Linked DNA regions of Hordeum vulgare: regions 2 and 3 are each linked to region 1. A link is a contact called in public Hi-C data. All regions are on one chromosome and are shown on one strand. The core of a region is the stretch at or near the end of the contact, and the rest is flanking DNA. Distances in the headings are between cores, read along the strand shown.

Region 1 (3,553 bases), core at 744-3,243:
GATGTGCACAAGCTCTAACGTTGGCTTCAGATTAAAGCTCCAGCGTTGGCTTCAGATTAAAGCTTCAGATTAAATTGGGGGATATCAGCAGAGGCGGAGGCATGTGCACAAGCTCTAACGTTGGCTTCAGATTGGGGGATGACCGATATTGAAGTCGAGTCAAATTGTCAGGAATTAATCAAGCTGTTCAAGAAACTGAAGGTATACTCTTTAGAGAGATTAAAGCTTTTGCAAGTTTGAACTTTACTCATGTTTCTTTTGGGTTTGCTCCTTGGGCATGTAATAAATTAGCGCATGCTATAGCGGCATACGGTCCTAAAAGGCTGATTGCCACGCAAATTTGGGCTGATAACTTGCCGACGATGTAAATGTTCAGATGGCGAGCGTTTTGGCTTCATGAGTGTGATTTATGGAATCTGGGTGTTTCATTTCAAAAAAAGGAAGAGAAAGAAATAAAATGGACGAAAAGGGCCATCCCGATTACACGCCCGCAAGCCCACATAGGCACGGTAGAGCGACAAACGCGAAGTCGGTAGCTTTTATTAGAAAACCCTATTTATCGTTTTGTGCGAAACGGTGTCGAGGCTTCGCAAGTAGGAGGGGGATCGGGTGCCCGGTTTTGGGAACCTTCTTGAGGTTCCTAGCCGGGTTTTTTTTGTTCTAGGATACTTCTAGAAGATTCCATGAGCCGATTTTTTCATTTTTCATTTTTCTTTATTCTTTTTGTTTCTTTTTTTTCTGTTTCAAAAAATGTCCTGGATTTTCAAAAAATATTTTTGGATTTTCAAAAAATGTTCCTGATTTAAATAAAATCTTCTGTATTTTCTAAAAATTGTTCTTGGTTTCAAAATTTGCTCTTAAGATTCAAAAAAAGTTTCAATTTCAATTTTTCTAAGATTCAAAAAATGTTAGTGCTTTATAAAATTGTCCGCGCTTTCAAATTTGTTTAGAATTTTTGAAAATTGTTCTCGGTTTCAAAATTTGTTCTCAACATTCAAAAAATGTTTATGCTTTAAAAAATTGTTCGTGCTTCCAAATTTGTTTGGGGTTTTTGAAATTTGTTCTCGGTTTCAAAATTTGTTCTCAAGATCCGAAAAATGTTCTTGCTTTAAAAAATTATTCGCACTTCCAAATTTGTTCACGATTTTTTAAAACTGTTCTCGGTTTCAAAATTTGTTCTCAAAATTCAAAAAATATTCATGCTTTAAAAATTTGTTCACGCTTTCAAATTTGCTCGTTTTTTTGTAAAAAAATTTCTCCTTTTTAAAATATTGTTCTCAAGATTCAAAAAAGGTTCGTGCTTTAAAAAATTATTCACGCTTCCATATTTTCTCACGTTTTTCAAAAATTGTTCCCGGTTTCAAAATTTGTGATCAAAATTCAAAAATTGTTCCTGCTTTAAAAAATATTCGCGTTTTCAAAATTGTTTAGGGTTTTCAAAATTTTGTTCTTAGGATTCAAAAAATGTTCGTGCTTTCAAAATTGTTCAGTCTTCCAAATTTATTCACTTTTTTTGAAATTATTCTCGGTTTCAAAATTTGTTCTCAAAATTAAAAAAATGATCTTTTTAAAAAATCTGTTCGCACTTTCAAATTTGTTTGGGGGTTTTAAAAATTGTTCTCCTTTTCGAAATTTTGTTCTCAAGATTCAAAAAATGTTCGCGCTTCCAAATTTGTTTACGTTTTTAAAAAATTGTGCTCAGTTTCAGAAAAATTCTCAAAATTTAAAAAGTTCATGTTTTATAAAAAAATCTCGCTTTCAAATTTGTTTGTGGATTTTCAAAAAATAATTGTCATGTTTTTAAAAATGCCCACGATTTAAAAAATTGTTCGTGCTTCTAAATTTGTTCATGCGTTTTTAATTTTTTTCTTCAAATTCGAAAACTATATTTTTTAGAATAAAAAAAAGACGAAAGAAAAACGAACAAGAAAAGAAAATAAACAGAGAAGGAAAAGAGTAGCAGAAAAAAATACTAAACTGGGCCGGGCCAGTCTGAACGCCCCTGTGCGGCGCAATGACTCCCTGCCGCAATGAGCGGCAGGTAGGAGCACCCGCTCTCATTGGTGGAATGCCCCATGTCGTCGACTGGTCGTCGCACCGGATAAGCCTCGCTGATCTCCTATCTTCTCGGCGAGACAAAACCACACAAAATCCCGGGCAAAAAGCAACCCCACCACCGCAGGGCGTACGCACGCACGCACGCACGCCGTCGAGGTCCACCATGACCATGCTCGCTTCCCTCTTCTCCCCTTCCCCTATCCTCACCACCGCCGCCTCCACCTCCTCCTCTGCCACCTCGCAGCCAGCGCCGCAGACCGTGAGGCTCCCGGCTCCCAGGCCGCTCACCGCCACGCTGGCCGCGGCAGCCGCGGCCGGCCTCCTCCTGCTGACCCCCGCGGCGCCGTTGCACGCGGAGGCGGAGTTCAAGGTGTACTACGGCACGGCGGCGAGCGCGGCCAACTACGGCGGGTACGGGGGCAACGCGAACAAGAGGGACGCGGCGGAGTACGTGTACGACGTGCCCGAGGGGTGGAAGGAGCGGCTGGTGTCCAAGGTGGAGAAGGGCACCAACGGCACGGACAGCGAGTTCTTCAACCCGCGCAAGCGCTCCGAGCGGGAGTACCTCACCTTCCTCTCCGGGTTCCGCAAGCTGGCCCCCGTCGGCGCCGTGCTCGACAACCTCGCCCTCTCCGACGTCGGGCTGCAGGACCAGATCTCGTCGGCGGACGACGTGACGTCGGCGGAGCGGAAGGACGCGGACGGGCAGGTGTACTACGAGTACGAGGTGGCCGGCGCCGGCGCGCACAGCCTCATCTCCGTCACGTGCGCCCGGAACAAGCTGTACGCGCACTTCGTCACGGCGCCCAACCCCGAGTGGGGGCGCGACGAGGCCGTCCTACGCCGCCTGCACCAGTCATTCAAGACTGTCGACTTCAGCGGCCAAGATTAACATGCAGGTGTTGTAAATTAATTAAGCGGTTTTGTATAGGCGCTATCATCGAGCAAGAGGTAATCGATCTGGATAATCGGCATACAGTATCATCATCTGTAAATTGATTTCTTCCGCTGTGCAACACCAGCAGTGCTGCTGTAGACTGTAGTGCTAGCGACGAAAGGATCAAATGGAATGAATGAAAGTTAACCTGCGCACTGTTAATTAGCCGATCAGCGGATCATACAAATCCACCCAACAAATAATGGTCCTGTTTGGATCCATGAGTTAGAGTTAGACTTAGTTAGATCGGATCAATCTAACCTTAAAACATTCAAACATGAGGGTTAGAGTTTGTTAAATATATCTAACCCATCTAAAAAAACTAACCCACCCAAAAGACGCTTATTTGGGTTAGAGTTAGATGGGTTCATAAAAAATTGCTTTTTCCTCTTAACTCCACCACACCAAATCCTTGTTAAAGAGCCAAATGATTGAAAAAGATACATTTATTGATAATGTAACCTTTTCATTCAAACACCTATTTGGTTAGAGTTAGTTTAGGGTTAATCCAGGATTAAAATCTACAGTTTTGCTAAAACTCATTCGAATGAGAAACAA
Region 2 (3,553 bases), core at 354-2,853, 270 kb before region 1:
CGCTCTCGATTTCTACACGCCGGCCGATGGATCTTCTGCGCGTTCCTGAGCTGTGACCCAGTGGATGGATGGATGGACGGATTGATGTCGCTGGCCAACCTAATTAGCCCGGCAGCTGGCTGGATGTCCTGTTACTTCCGACTTCTGATCACCGGTCTGTAGAGAAAACGGGGCGTCGCTATCTATCCTTCGTGGCGTGGCGCCGCCTCCATTCATCAATAATAATCCACAGAAAATCATGGACGCCTTTTGTGCCACGCCGAGTTTTCAACCGGAACACGTCAAGTTTCGGCATACGCACGGCCATTTTTTTCTCAAACGGGCATGAATTTGTACGTGATAAACGTACAGGTACAGGTGCACCCACCCAATAATTCCGCGCCGAACCAATCCGATCCAACGAAGCGATCCAAACGTCAATGGTTGAGCTGTCATGGACAATTCGCGGCCAGTGGAAGAAAAAGGTTGACAGCTAAAGCTAACGAATACTGCATCATAGAAATGATGATGATAATAATTAATTTATACAATAGGGAAATTTGAATTAAATAGAGATTGTGGGACAACAGTACACACCAACCCCATCTTCCTCATCTCCTCTCCTCCACCGCCAACCACCGCTACAACAACAACCTTTTATCATCGCACTGTTCCTTCCTTGGTCGTGGCTGCACCGTCGCCATCTTTCACCTCCCCCTCCTTTTTTTCACCTTTTAAGAAACTCTCGGGAACGGCTTTAATTTTTCATCAAAGGGAAGAAAGAAAAAGAGTGGGTTGTGCTTGAGATTTCGCCGGATAGCATCCTGCCGACGATCAGAACCTAACGATCTTGGCGGCGCGCACGACGGGGTTCTCCCGGGCGATGGCGTCCCTGGCCGCCGACTTGTAGTCGTAGCTGCAGTCGTGCCGGTCCGAGTACCGGTGCGCGCCGCAGAACATCTCGCCGCACCGGCAGCGGAACCCCGTCAGGCCCACGCGCTTCCGGCAGTTGTGGCAGCGGTTCACCGAGGACTTGGACGCCTTGGGGTCCGCCGGCCGGTCGACGGCCATGTAGACGGGCGGCGCCTGCAGCGCGGGCGACGCGGCGGCGGCCGGCCTCGGCTTGTCGAAGAGCGGGAACGCCGGGGGCGACGAGGAAGGGGACGGCGGCGAGGAGGAAGACGCCAGGAAGCAGTTCTGGCAGAGGTTCTTGGTGGCCGGGTTGCCCGGGAAGCCGCAGCTGTTGGCGCAGAGCGTGATCTCCGCGGCGTGCAGGTGCACTTCCGTCGGCTCCTCCACCTTCTTGTCCCGCTGCGCCATGACGCCTATACGAGCCGGAAGAGAGAGACGCTAGTAGCTGGACGATCGATCCGGCGCGCGTGGGCACGGCGGCCTGGTCTCCTCGGAGGCCGGGGGAGGCTTTGGGGAAATGGGGCGGAGGAGGGGGGAGGGGAAGGAAGGCGAGGCGGGGACGGAGGGTGGGAGGGGGGTGGGTTTTTATCGCGGGAGGAGGCGGGCGGCGTACGCGTTCCCGCACGCGACAGCGACGTCGGCCGTGGCCGTGCCCGCGGGGGAGAGGGTTGGGTTGGGTTGGGTTATTTCCAGTGCTGGCCGCGTTGGCGCGGCGTGGAATGGCGCTCCACAAGGAACGGGGTGCGTGCGTAGCGTACGTACGTTGGCCATAAAAACAAGTGGAGTTTTCGTTGACAGCCTGTGCCGCGCTGCGCTGCCGAGCCGGTCTCTTTCTTTCTTCGGGGGGAAGGGAAGGGAAGGGAAGGGAGGGAAATGGTGCGTGTGAATGATGCAAGGGCGTTCGTGGTTGCGCACACGGACACGCCTGTGGGTTAGCGGGTGGAGTCATCTGGTGCTCTTGTTCTGGGTGGTGGTGGTGGTGGTGGTGGGTACTCTGTTTCGTAGGCGGCTACTAGGCTCATCTGTGTTTTCTGTGTTTTTTCGGGCGCCTGCAAGTTGCCGTTGCCCGAATGATGATCCTAAAAGATCAGCCCTTGCAACAGGCCTCGTGTTGCAAATAATTTGCAATCCCACGAAGAGGTTTTCTTTCTTTCTGTGTGAGCCGTTGAGCCTTTGCAACAAATCTTCTATGCTTTGTAACACGAGCTTTATTGCAATTCATCTAATGAAATCTTTTTAGAATTTTTTGTTATGCTCACCCATCATGCAACAAGGGTCATGTTGCAGACGGCTCAATCAGGATATGTGGCGTACATATGACATGATAGGCATTTTGTATCTGATCGACCGACTCAATAGAAGTATTTCCTCTTTCTTCATGGACCTTTGGTTTATCCTTGACGCCTAGGTTGTTGGAGCAATGTAATTTTTTCCAGAAAAATAAACATGTGTGGACAGTTTATTTTGGTGGACCTTTGGCGTCGGTCGGTCACAAGGTCTGCTTGACCGACTTAAAATGTTGATTCTCGAGTGTCTGGTCGTCACAACAACAGAAAACCGACTTATAATATCTTTCAACTTATGTAATATCGATGAAATAATTTTTTCATCAATGTCAACGACAATATACCAATTGTGCACTAAATCTTCACTAGTCACAACAAATAACTGTGGGAAATCGTCACAACATATGAAGCGCCAAAGCTAGTGTTTGCAACAACACAAGAACACTCATGCAGAATGAACGCAGGAAATGCAAGAAATTTCTAGAATTATTGCAACATGTCATCTACGTGATTAGAGTGGAACGTACCCAAGCTTGTCGATTATCAAGACAAAACTGCAACATAAAAAAAATCATCACATCACATGAGCAAAATAAAATTACAGGGAATACATCGTATATCCTATGATGATGACAGTCAACACAAGATATGCATGGATCATGGAAGGAGAGAAAGGTGGTGGCAACGATGGGAGGAACGGGATGATCAATGGACCTAGACTCCCGCATGTGAGAGGGATATTGATATCTATCTAGCTTCTTGTGCTTGTGAACGAAAAAAAATCGGTTACCAGGTGGTAACCGCGCATCCTGGTACCGCACAAGGAATTACCTTACTGAGCAAAAGATCTTAGATTAGAATGAACTTTCATTCAGATTCAAAATTTATTCAAAAGAATCAGTCGGTGCCTCAAGAGATTTTTTCAGTCCGGGATCCAAAACCTTACTCATAACAATGATCCAAATTATCGTACATTAATTTTAAAAATTGTCAACTCAAATGAGTTCAGTTTACTTGAAATTGGGGATGCAATAAGTACGAAAGCTTCAATTTATTCATTCGGAGGGTGGATTTATGGTTTACATGTTTTGTATTCTATGCTCCCTCCGTTCAAAATTACTTGTCTTAGATTTGCAAATACATGAATAAATCTAGAGACATTTTATTGTTATATACATGTGTATTTAAACAGAAAAATGAATGACTCACGAAGAGCCCGGCTTTGAATTCACAAAGTGAGCACCAGCCAAGATTAACGATGGCCAACTTACAAGGAATAACAAATAAAAGCAAAGCTGCAGATACAAGGAGCACAAGCGAAGCACACTCTAAAGCAGCAGCGAAAGCGAGAGGAAGGCACACCATGCTTCGTCCAA
Region 3 (3,553 bases), core at 532-3,031, 260 kb after region 1:
GGAACACCTATTGTTGTGGAAGACAAAGATAAACCCAATGTCACAGAGGGGCAAGGGACAACTGGTGAGGTATTGAAAGATCTTCCTGGGTCTAGCTTTGCACTTCCTAATGCTAGTGCCACTCAGAACCCTTCACCCACTTCAAATAAAAAGAGAAAGAGGTCATCTAGTTTGACTGAGGAGGATTCACTCCAGTGTAGCAACATGACTGATGCTATGCGTGAGATTGCAACTGCTATCAACAACACTTGTCATGCTAAAACACACCTTGACTTGTACAAGGCCGTGATGGACCTTACTATGTTTGATCAAAATGAGCGCTTGGGTGTTTTAGATTTTCTCACAGAACATAAGGGAAAATGCCTTAACTTTATGAAGATGGATGAGGAAGTCCGTCAAGCATCGTTCAAGCGTATCTTGAAAGCAAATCCTGATCTTCTTTGAGTTGATGTTAGTTGATGATTGTTGAAACTATCCCTTTTGGTTATGGTTGTTATGTCTTATGTAATATGAATCTACTTGTACGCTGCTACAATTTATGGTTATTATGTAATATGAATCTATTCGTGCACCATTAAAAATTATGGTTATTATATGTGTTATGTCAATTATTGATTTTGTCGTCATGATAATATTTTAGTTGGAATTGTTCACTCAAATGTTGATATGTTTTGTCAATATTGTCTTGACGCCAAAAAATATATTCATGCAACCTAGCTCACATACACGCTACTAAACACAGTCTCGACATAGCATGTCTCGTTTAATGCAGTCTACCAAACACAGTCTCAGTTTAGCATGCGTCAATACATACAGTGCTACCAAACAACTGCAATTACATGTACTGAGCATGTCTAGAGTGAGCATGTCTCGTTTAATGTAGCCTACCAAACACAGCCTAGTTAAGCTTTTTAAAACAATACTTATATTTGCACTATGCTTTTATTATGTATTCTTAAGTATGAATGATTTGATTTGTATTTGTGTGCAGTACATAAATGATAGACGTGCATGTGTTCACATGTACTCCCTCCGTTCCTAAATATAAGACCTTGTAAAGTTTGTACTATGGACTACATACGGATGTATATAGACATATTTTAAAATATAGATTCACTCATTTTGCTTCGTATGTAGTCTATAGTGAAATCTCTATAAGGTCTTATATTTAGGAACGAAGGGAGTATTTGATGTCTTGGAAGCAAGGATTGTGATTGCAAGTTTTGCCATCTTGGTCACAGATTTGAAAATCAAAAACATCCCTAATTTTTTAATCCTATACGGGCTGCAAGCAGACACCATCAACCACTGATCAAATGCAAACAGGACCCCATACACAGCCCCAGTACCATGTGCCGGCGCCTGCACAAATTCAAACGAAGAGGCTCGAATCCAGCAGGGCCCCAGCGCGCAGCCTCAGGAGTAGCCAATCACCCCGACCACTCCAGCAGAAGAGCATACTACTAAGTAGTACTACCAGTATGATAAATATCAACGTTAACCCTGGGGATTCTAAACCACTAATCCTTGAGATTTCCCACATGCCAACACGCTTAATTACTACTTTAGCAAAAGTCGCCCCGAGCAAAGAGCTTCGATCGAATCCCACCAGCCAAGCCCAAAGCCCACCTCACCCCTCCACCTCCAGCGCCCTGCTGTTCGAATCCACATCCCCGAAATGCCCCTCATGTAGGCCCCAAACAACAGAACGGACATGATCCTCCAGGAGCCCATTTCCGTCATTTCGGAAGTAAAATCTCACTCCCCGGCCTAAACCCAGTCCCTCGGCTGTCCTCTTCTCCCCACCTTCTGTGCTGCAACCCCGCGTGCTCCCAAGAAATGGCAGGGCTGTTTGTTGTAGCCTAGTGCTCGCTATTCCGACTTCCGAGAGGCAGATACGAGTTGTTTCTTCCGTCGAAATGGCGGCCGTGCGTGTGGCGGCGGTGGCGGTGCTGCTGGCGGTCGTGGCCGTGGCGGCGGCAGCGCTGAACACGGACGGCCTGGCGCTTCTCGCGCTCAAGTTCGCGGTCACCGATGACCCTGGCAGCGGTCTCGATACCTGGAGGGACGCCGACGCTGACCCCTGCAGCTGGGCCGGCGTCACCTGCGTCGACGGCGGCGGGGGCCGGGTCGCCGGCGTGGAGCTCGCCAACCTCTCGCTAGCCGGCTACCTGCCCTCCGAGCTCTCCCTGCTCTCCGAGCTCGAGACGCTGTCGCTGCCGGCCAACCGCCTCTCCGGCCAGATCCCGGTCGCCATCTCCGCGCTGCAGAAGCTCACCACCCTCGACCTGGCGCACAACTTCCTGTCCGGCCAGATTCCTGCGGGGATTGGGAGGCTCGCGTCCCTGTCTCGCCTCGATTTGTCCTCCAACCAGCTCAACGGGACGCTGCCGCCGTCCATCGCGGGGCTTCCGAGTCTCTCCGGCGTGCTCAACCTCAGCTACAACCATTTTGTCGGCGGGATCCCGCCGGAGTTCGGCGGCATTCCCGTCGCCGTCAGCCTTGACCTCCGGGGGAACGACCTCGCCGGCGAGATCCCGCAGGTGGGCTCGCTCGTCAACCAGGGCCCCACCGCCTTCGACGACAACCCGAGGCTCTGCGGGTTTCCGCTCAAGATCGAGTGCGCCGGGGAGAGGGAGGAGCCAAGGATCCCGCAGTCGAACAATGGCATGAACCCTGGTGCGGCGGCGGAGGTTGGGAGGCCACCCAAGCATCGGTCGTCGCCCACGGTGCCCATTCTTGCCGTCATTGTGGTGGCGGCCATCGTCGCCGGGCTAGTGCTGCAATGGCAGTGCCGGAGGCGGTGCGCTGCAACGACCAGGAACGAGGACAAGGAGTCGTCGACCAAGGAGAAGAGCGCGGCGGTGACGCTCGCCGGCACTGAAGAGCGGCGCGGCGGCGGAGAGGAGGGGGAGCTGTTCGTGGCGGTGGACGACGGTTTCGGGATGGAGCTGGAGGAGCTGCTCCGCGCGTCTGCCTACGTCGTGGGGAAGAGCCGCGGCGGCATCGTGTACAGGGTCGTTCCCGGCCGCGGCACCGCCGTAGCCGTCCGCCGTCTCAGCGAGCCCGACGACGGCGATGGCACTGAGTCCGGGTGGCGCCGGCGCCGTGCCTTCGAGACCGAGGCCGCCGCCATCGGCCGCGCTCGCCATCCCAACGTCGCTCGACTCCGCGCATACTACTACGCCCCGGACGAGAAGCTGCTCATCTACGACTACCTCGGCAATGGCTCCCTCCACTCCGCTCTACACGGTAATGTGCCGGCCAAATCTTGTCTTATCGATTGATAGGCTAGAGGCTGCATTTGATCCAGAGATAGTAGGACTGAATAGATTCTTGGAATCAGGTGGCCCGACGGCTTCGCCAACGCCACTGCCGTGGTCGGTGAGGCTGTCCATCGTGCAGGGCGCGGCGAGGGGGCTGGCATACCTGCACGAGTGCAGCCCTCGCCGGTACGTGCACGGCTGCATCAAGTCGTCCAAGATCCTGCTCGACGACGAGCTCCGTCCGCACGTCTCCGGCTTCGGACTAGCCCGGCTCGTCGCCGGCGCGC

What was found. Hi-C and Micro-C count contacts between places; a contact is called where the count stands out from the background.
Region 2: a Hi-C map of leaf shows a contact between it and region 1, with 2.0 times the contacts expected there. The contact joins the promoter of LOC123410863 here to the promoter of LOC123408482 in region 1. A contact is called at or near these places in 3 of 6 Hi-C or Micro-C datasets (leaf and seedling).
Region 3: a contact with region 1 is called in a Hi-C map of leaf, with 3 times the contacts expected there. The contact joins the promoter of LOC123410965 here to the promoter of LOC123408482 in region 1. A contact is called at or near these places in 3 of 6 Hi-C or Micro-C datasets (leaf and seedling).

The regions. Positions count from the first base shown.
Region 1 is chr7H:172,580,408-172,583,960 of MorexV3_pseudomolecules_assembly, forward strand. LOC123408482 (thylakoid lumenal 19 kDa protein, chloroplastic) reads left to right here and starts at 1,994. Exons shown (of 1, transcript XM_045101583.1): 1 at 1,994-3,157. The coding sequence starts at 2,015. The coding sequence ends at 2,950.
Region 2 is chr7H:172,306,585-172,310,137 of MorexV3_pseudomolecules_assembly, forward strand. It overlaps LOC123410863 (zinc finger A20 and AN1 domain-containing stress-associated protein 11-like), which reads right to left and starts at 1,604. Exons shown (of 1, transcript XM_045103797.1): 1 at 522-1,604. The coding sequence starts at 1,299. The coding sequence ends at 814.
Region 3 is chr7H:172,840,255-172,843,807 of MorexV3_pseudomolecules_assembly, forward strand. LOC123410965 (receptor protein kinase-like protein ZAR1) reads left to right here and starts at 1,782. Exons shown (of 2, transcript XM_045103883.1): 1 at 1,782-3,252; 2 at 3,347-3,553. The coding sequence starts at 1,920.